Regions from separate parts of the Mus musculus genome. Here region 2 is linked to region 1. A link is a contact called in public Hi-C data. All regions are on one chromosome and are shown on one strand. The core of a region is the stretch at or near the end of the contact, and the rest is flanking DNA. Distances in the headings are between cores, read along the strand shown. Region 1 has its middle 21 kb from the start of Grin2b. Region 2 has its middle 17 kb from the start of Eif4a3l1.

Region 1 (3,733 bases), core at 443-2,942:
CAGGAACATAACACACACACACACACACACACACACACACACACTATGGATAAATGTACTAGCTGAAGGAGAACAGACCACATATGCTCTTTATGTATGGATACTTGATCTTAAGTTTGGTACAACCATTTGGGAAGGATTCGGAGGTGTGGCCTTGTAGAAATAGGTGTGACTGGATGAGGGGGGTTCCCTGTGTCTGTCTCTCTCCCTCATACTTGTGGATTAAGACATAAGCTCTCAGCTGCTCCTGTCAACACACCTTTGCTCTGCTATCATGGACTCTAACATTTTTATACTACAAGCTCAAATTAAATATTTTCTTTTATAAGTTGCTTTAGTCATGGTGTCTTATCACAGCAATAGAAAATTAACTGGAATACCAAGATCTCATTGGAAATAGAGAGCAATAATAATCCACTTTGTTCAGAAAAGGCCCATTGTCTTATAGTAGTTTTAAGTTTCTCTCTTTTCTCCAACAGGAACAGACACCAATCTCTTCCAAGTTAAGAGAACAACACAGTTTCTTGTTGGGGAAGTCCCTGCTGACCTATGAACTCTCGTCCCCATTATAGAAAAATACTGCATCAGAAAGTTTGCTGAAACAATATTTATGCCAGTATGGAATTCATTTCCCAATTAAACACATTACTCTCATGGGTTTAAGACTACAAGCTGTACAATAATAATTTCCGAAGATCATTTTCATTGCTGAAGTTCCATATGTAATTATATATATTAGATTAACAATAACAGTGGACTCTAAATTGCTTTTCCACCCTACAGACTCAACCCTATTCCTTGTGGCACACTATCCATGGCATCTCTCATTTAAAAATCTTTCAACTTTCTCATCACTGACAGGATTAATTCCGACAGGATCAGCATAGATGAAGCACGCGGTCTTATGAAGGATGCTGGCTGTTTGCTAAATCTTAGCAAAGTAGGGTTGAAGATACATTCTGTTAATTCCACGACAGTGGGAAAGGCTATACCACCCACATCCTCACATGGGCTATCCCATGGCTATAAAACAGATCTCATGGGACTGAGTGGAACTAGAACAGAGTCTATATGCATCCCCTGTCCGTCATTCACCCTATGAATAGATAATTGTTGCTTCCAGCATAATTTCTGCTTTTTGTGAAGGGTTAGTTCATGTTTCTGTTTAAGTCGTGATGCCCTTAACTCTATGCCCCATTGTATCTTAATCCTTTTAGCATCGCTGCCATTTAATATACTACAGATGCAAACCACATTAAATATATCTTGTGTGACATATGGACTACATCAGAATCACATGTCACAAAACCACACTTACATAGAATGACAAAAAGAAAATCAGTGGCTGAAGCCCTTAATTTCAGCCCAAAAGAGACAGGAAATGCCTGAAACAACCGAGCAATGGGCATGGACAATGTTTTGTTGACCTCCCTGTAATCAACTCTCTACTCCTTCAAGTTGTACTAATATTTACACATGTAAATTTTTCTTTAAAATGATGTTAATTAGCGAGCCACAAAACTCTTAACCCTCTCCAAATTGTGTTCCAAAATCACTTCCAAGACTCACTCTTTCCCTTCCACAGTTGGATGACTTTCCATTTTAGTGTTTCTTTTCTTAAATCAAACATATGCGAAGAACTATCACGTTCCAAGAGAGAACAGAATACCATAAAACCTCCTCTTATGCTCAAACTTTTGAATATTCAACGGCGTCTCTAAGATGACTCCTGCATGGGTGTATGTCAGGAAAGACACATAATGAGACCAATTCTATATTTTGCAGGGTTTGGGTTTTTGACATGTTAGCTTTCTTTCCTGTGCTCATTTCAGCAAGGCAGGAGGCAAAGGATCAGAGGAGACAGAGACCAGGGAGATGCAACTGAATAGAATAGAATGAGGTTCTCCCTGCTCACTCCTCCTCTGGACTCCACAGCTGCTGCTGGGTCCTGGAGTTTGTGACCATTTTTAGGGTGAAAGAGGCTCTCTCACCATCCCTCCACAAAGGAGCCATCCTTCCTCCTTTTTCATTGAAACCCATTTGTGGAAAACATGAAGAATTTTCAGCAAAAGCTTTCCAGAATGTTCTCTCTAAACTTCAACTCTTATCTTACTGTCAAGGTGGTAGCTTTGATCTAAAGTTCTTATAGAGAGACCATTAGGAATCACATGTAGATCCAGAGTCATCTTAGAGGATAAAGGTTTTATTCTTAATGAAAGGGGTATAAATGTGTCCTTGGAGGATGGGAAATATCCCTGGTCTTACCAGGGAAAATAGCTGTATTCATACTGTCAAATATTCAGTTCTTACGCAGGCTCAATAGCAGTCCAAAAGCTGTCTCTCAAAAGGACAATATTTGATGATGGGCAATACAGATGATTGTAGAACCTGTCTCCAAAATTCCAAGGTCTCTTCTGTGATTCACCTCTTGGAGCACGCCAAAGGCTCCAAACAGTATTCCTCTCCCTCTGACACCTCGAATACTATCAGGTCTACTGGATCATATGGCTCAAGTGGTAGAGCAGCCTGCACAGTAGCCTGGATGTGTTGAAGATCATTCTTTTGTTCCAGGCTCCACAAAAAGCTAGCAGCTTTCTGAGTTACTTGGTGTATGGGCTGTAGTAACACCCAAGTAGAAAACATACTATTGCCAAAATCCAAGTAAGCCCACTAAACATTTGCTTCTTTCTTGGTGGTGATAGTGGCCAGATAAAATAATTTATTCTTCACCTTAGAGGGAATATCTTTGCATGCCTCACAGCACGAGACTCCTAGGAATTTCGCTGAAGTAGAAGGCCCTTCAATTATTTTCCCCATTCTCTAATGCACATATATGTTACTAACAAGTCCAAAGGGGTTGCTAACTCCTACTCACTTGTTCCAACCAGCATAATGTTAATACCGTGAATCATTTGATATTTTATGGAAAATCAAGATCCCTTTATGATACAATTAATATATCCTTGAGGTAAAATTGTAAATACTACTGACCTTGACAACTGAAAGCAAATTGCCTCCGATGGTTCCTATGGATGGGTACTGAGAAAAAGACATTTTGCTGATCAACAGCTACCTACCATGTACCAAGATAAGAGTTTATCTGCTCAAATAAGGACAACACATCTGGTCCAGCAGCTGCAGTCAAAGTCAGCTGTCATTCTCTACAATCCATCTGTCTTCTGCACTGGCCAGTTAGGAGACTTAAATGGAGACGTGGTGAGAACCGTGACCTCTGTATCTTTCAGGTCCTTGCTGGTAGCTCTAATTGCTGCAGTTCCTTCAGGAACACAATATTGTTTTGATTCACTACTTTCCATGGCAGAGGCAATGCTAAAGGCTTCCATTTTACCTTTCCAACCATAATAGCCCTCATTCCATAATTCAGAGAACCAATCTGAGAATTCTGCCAACTTCTAAGAATATCTCAATTACACCTTCTGGAACTGTAGAAGTTACCACGGGATGAGTATGGGAACACACTGAACCCACCATGAGTTGGACTTCAGCCAAAACTCAACAAATACCTGATCTCCATTGGCCTCTACTTTAACTGGAGAGCCACATACTTCTTGGGGTTTCCCAGAATCAATGTAAATTCTGCACCAGCATTCAATAAACTTTAGAAAGTACAGTTGTTTTCTTTCTCCCGTTGTATAGGTGCCATTATAGAAGCCTAGAGGTTCCTCTGGGGAAGGACTGGAGAAAGGCTAACAACAGTAAAACTCATAGGTAT
Region 2 (4,276 bases), core at 392-2,891, 150 kb after region 1:
TCTCTAGTGTTGGGATTACAAGCAAGCACCACCAGCCCCAGCTAATATTTCTTGATTAGTAGTTATGAGTGATCAGTTCTCTATGCCTGGTGCCCACCTTGAGGACCAACACATGACAGATGCCCAGTGTCTGTCCTCCTGATCTGACCAGTAACAACCACGGAGCATGTGCAGTTAGAAGTGAATTCTATAACAAATCTCCAAGACAGGGGCAGAAGGGGTACTAGAAGTGCCTGCCAATGTCCTGATTCATATGGATCTTTTCAATAACTTTACAGCTGCTCCAAGCTCTGGAGATCCAACCCTGGGCTTCACACAAGCTTGGCAAATCATCTTCCCCTGAGCTGCTCCCAAGCCCAGGAACTTTTGTTTCTTGATCAGCTCCTTATTCTCTGTCTGTAACTCTCAGTACCGGAAACTATGGAAGGAGCTTTGCTCCCGGGGGAAAAAAATAGAAGAGCCGTGAAGAGCTACTGGGGCTCCCACAGACTCCTGAGTTAGTTCCTAGGGATATTCAGTGCCTCTGGCCTCCATGGGTACCTGTGTGCACAACCCCCACACAGACATACAAGCATACATATAATTAAAAATAATAAAAATAGGCCAGGCAGTGGTGGCACATGGCTTTAATCCCAGCACTTGGGAGGCAGAGACAGGTGGATTTCTGAGTTCGAGGCCAGCCTGGTCTACAGAGTGAGTTCCAGGACAGCCAGGGCTATACAGAGAAACCTTGTCTTTTTCGACAATAATAATAATAATAATAATAATAATAATAATAAATACTTTTCAAAGTAAGGGTGAGAAACACAGGGGAAGACAAGATGTCAACCCATAGCTTCTGCAGACAAGTGTATACATATGGATGTGGACCTGTGCACACATTAAACACTTACAACACACACACACATACACACACACACACACACACACTTACAAAAAGTACAACTAGCCTGTCATAGACATATTTTACTGGCTGAACAGTCTCCCCACCCCCACCCCCTTTAATTTAATTTAATCTTGACTATGTAGCCCAGGCTGACCTCAGACTTATGGTTATCCTCCTGCCCCAGACCCACCAGTGCTGGGATTACAGACATGTGCGAACATGTCCAGCTAAGACTTCCTGACACCTCAGAAGGAGTGGGAGTTGTTGCCCCTGTCCGGGGCAGATCCACATCTTGCTACGGTATGGAAGATGTCTGAGGTACCACTGGATTTCAGGCCAAAGACAGCAGTGGGGAGGGGTGGGAATGGTTCCAGTCCTAACTCTACCTGCACTGGCTTGGGGACCTTGGCTGAGGGATTCTGATGTTTCTCCATCTGAAGAAAAGGAGTAAAACCCCTCTGATGTGGTTACCACCATCATTGCTGGAGAACAGGCCAGAGAGTTCACTAAAACCTTTCTCCCCCCCCCCTGCTCTAAGGCCTGACTAAGGTGACTTGTACAGTGAGGTATGCTACCTTGTTTGTTTAAAAAGAAAAAAAGAAGAAGAAGAAGAAAAAGGAAGAAAAGAAACTTAATTTCAAAGCTTCCTTATGGCAATCCTGTGACAGAAATAAAACCAGGCAGTTGTTGCTATGCAACGTCAGTAGCTTGCCGGGGACTAGATACATCTTTGCTGTTACTTATCTTTAGTTGGATCTTGAGTGATATTTTTCTGACTCCCCAGCATTAGCCTGTTCTCATTACGTAAAGGCACAGTGGAGAGGGAATGTCTGGGAGGAAGTCCTGCCCTGAGGTTCGCTGGGGTTCACTGTTCCTCCAAATCGGTTTCTGCGGCCTCTTCTCAGCTCTGGTTCTTCTTCCTTAATTGGTTTTTATTTTTCTCCTACTTTTCTTCACCGTGATTAAAATTAAGATTACAAGTGGATAGGTATGATGCAGGCCTGTAGTCCCAATACTCAGGATGCTGAGGCAGGAGAATTGTGGATTTCAAGCCAACATATGCTACAAAGCAAGAGCCTTACTTGAGAAATAAAAGTGTGGGTTCAGCAGCAGGCCCCACCACCAAGCCTGAAAACCGAAGTTCGATCCCCAGCACCCATGTGGCAAAAGGAGAACAAAACCAAGTTGTCCTCTGGCCACCACACAATAGCAAGAGGAGAGGGGGAGGAGGTGAGGAGAGGGGAGAGAAGAGATAGAATTGTAAAAATATGAAAATGATACTGATTTTCTTAGCCCTTTTGTTGATGGTGGCCTTCTTGGTCATGGATCAGATTAATGTATTCTCTTTTTCTCTTTTGAATGTTTGAGGGGGATTTTTTTAAAAAAAAAAAACACAGTCTTGCACGGTAGCCCTGTGGTGTCAGCCCACAATTTACTGAGGCTAAGGTGGGCCTTGCACATGTGTTGATCTTCCTGCTTCAGACTCTGAGATCACAGGCACGTGCCACCACACACAGCACAAGTTGTCTCTTTTCAAAATAATAAATGTGAGGCTTTGTCTAAAATTTGGAGCTTTGCAAGATGGCTCAGCAGGTTAAGGTAACCGCCTACCAAGGCTGCGGTCTGAATTTAACCCCCAAGACCCACAAGCTAGGAGAAACCTGCCTCTGATAACAGTTTCTCTGGCTACCCATGCCCCTGTCTCATACACAGTGAAATTCACTGTGACCGGCTGCGTTCTCTGTCCGTTCCTCAGACTTGTCACCTTTCAGCATACTCCTTCTTTTTCAAACATCTGCAACCAGGTTCATGGGTCCATCCTGCCCTGTCCCGTGTCCTTTCCCGTAGAGCTCCTGCTGGCTCTGCTCAGAGCCTACTGCCCTCCAAGCCAACTCTTCAGGGCGGGCCTGTGAATTCTAGCCCCACTGGCTGACGTGGAGGGGAAGGGCAGAGTATACAGTATGGCAGATGGCATTTGGGTTACTGGACCACAGCTTGGTTGTGAGACCAGGCCAGAGGGACAGCCTCAGGGCCAGGGAGCTGAGATGGGAGGGGACATCACTGAAGAAGGCAAGCTTGGTGCCAGGAGGAAGGACTTCCTGCTAGATTCAATAGCCTGACGCTCCTGTAGCAAGTCCACCTGATGGCCCTTCTGCCGGCCTCCTGCCAGTGTTTGAGAGGACTCCCTTGGCCATTAGCTCCCTCTGCTCTCCAGTACTGGCTGTATCACAAAGAAACAGAACTAGGAGGGCTGCCTAGAATGTGCGCTCTGGCTCTCAAAGCCCAACCCACAGCCCCAAACCTAGGAGAGCCTGGCTGCTCTGGCTACGCTACTCGACCCTCTTCCTGGGTTTTCCATATCTGTGTTCTTGTCCTCGCTCACATTTGCTGCTTTACCAGTGAGCTACGTTTCCAGCTTGGTGGTGGTGGTGGTGGTGGTGGTGGTGTTTTCTTTTCTCTCATTTGAAACATACTCTCATGCAGCCCAGGCTGGCCTCAAACTCGCTGTGTGGCTGAGAATGACCTTGAACATCCGACCCTCCAGCCTCCACCTGTGCTGGAACAGCATTGCAGGCACGTGCCACCATGCCTGGTTTGCACAGTGTTGGGGATTAAACTCTACAACCCTGCACATACTAAGGCAAGCACTTTACAAGCAGAGCTACAGCCTCAGCCTAGCTTGCTAGCTAATTAGGACAGTGTTCTGGGCCCCGCCTTGAGAAGGGGCCGTTTAAAAAGAGACTGATCTTGCAGCGTAATCCATGACATATAGGGTGAAGAAATGATTTTAATCTCAGAGAGAGGGCAAAGAAGATGGTTCTAGGGTCTGAGGATTGTGGGCAAATTGAACTCCCCCACCCCACCCCCACCCCCCCACCCCCACCCCACCCCCCCGCACCGAAAAGTGCAAGGTAAGCAAATTCCCATACCTCTCGTTGGTGTGTCTTGGTGCTGGTCTTCAACAAACACTCCTGTGTGGCAACATGGGTTAAGTACCCACTGTCCGCATATCTGGCACTGGACTAAGGGATATGAATACATATGGATATGCAGGCTCTCCCAGTCCCCGAAATACTTACAGACTCCTGGCAAGGCCAAATCTCACAGAAAGCAGAAGAAAGATAGAACTATGGGGAAATATCCTGAGAGAGATGGAGACAGACACACATTGAGATACACACAGAGAACATGATTAGTCCTCAAGGACTTTAGAGCTCTGTTTTTTTTTTTTTAAGATTTATTTATTTCATTTATATGAGTACACTGTAGCTGTCTTCAGACACACCAGAAGAGGGCATTGGACCCCATTAAGATGGTTGCGAGCCACCATGAGGTGGCTGGGAATTGAACTCAGGACCTCTGGAAGAGCAAGCAGCCAGTGCTCTTAAC

The links. A called contact is a pair of places that touch in the nucleus more often than the background predicts.
Region 2: a Hi-C map of cortical neurons shows a contact between it and region 1, with 2.2 times the contacts expected there. The contact joins two enhancer-like sites. A contact is called at or near these places in 8 of 484 Hi-C or Micro-C datasets (cerebral cortex, cortical neurons, embryonic stem cells and 3 more).

Annotation. Positions count from the first base shown.
Region 1 is chr6:136,193,154-136,196,886 of GRCm38.p6, forward strand. No RefSeq gene overlaps it. Among named protein-coding and RNA genes, the nearest start is that of Grin2b, 21 kb to the left of the region's middle. Within about 2 kb of position 1,693, at least 4 of the 459 cell types and tissues checked have an H3K27ac peak or open chromatin away from gene starts, as enhancers often do. A contact at or near this core is called in cortical neurons, where this site is marked.
Region 2 is chr6:136,342,405-136,346,680 of GRCm38.p6, forward strand. No RefSeq gene overlaps it. Among named protein-coding and RNA genes, the nearest start is that of Eif4a3l1, 17 kb to the left of the region's middle. Within about 2 kb of position 1,642, at least 17 of the 459 cell types and tissues checked have an H3K27ac peak or open chromatin away from gene starts, as enhancers often do. A contact at or near this core is called in cortical neurons, where this site is marked.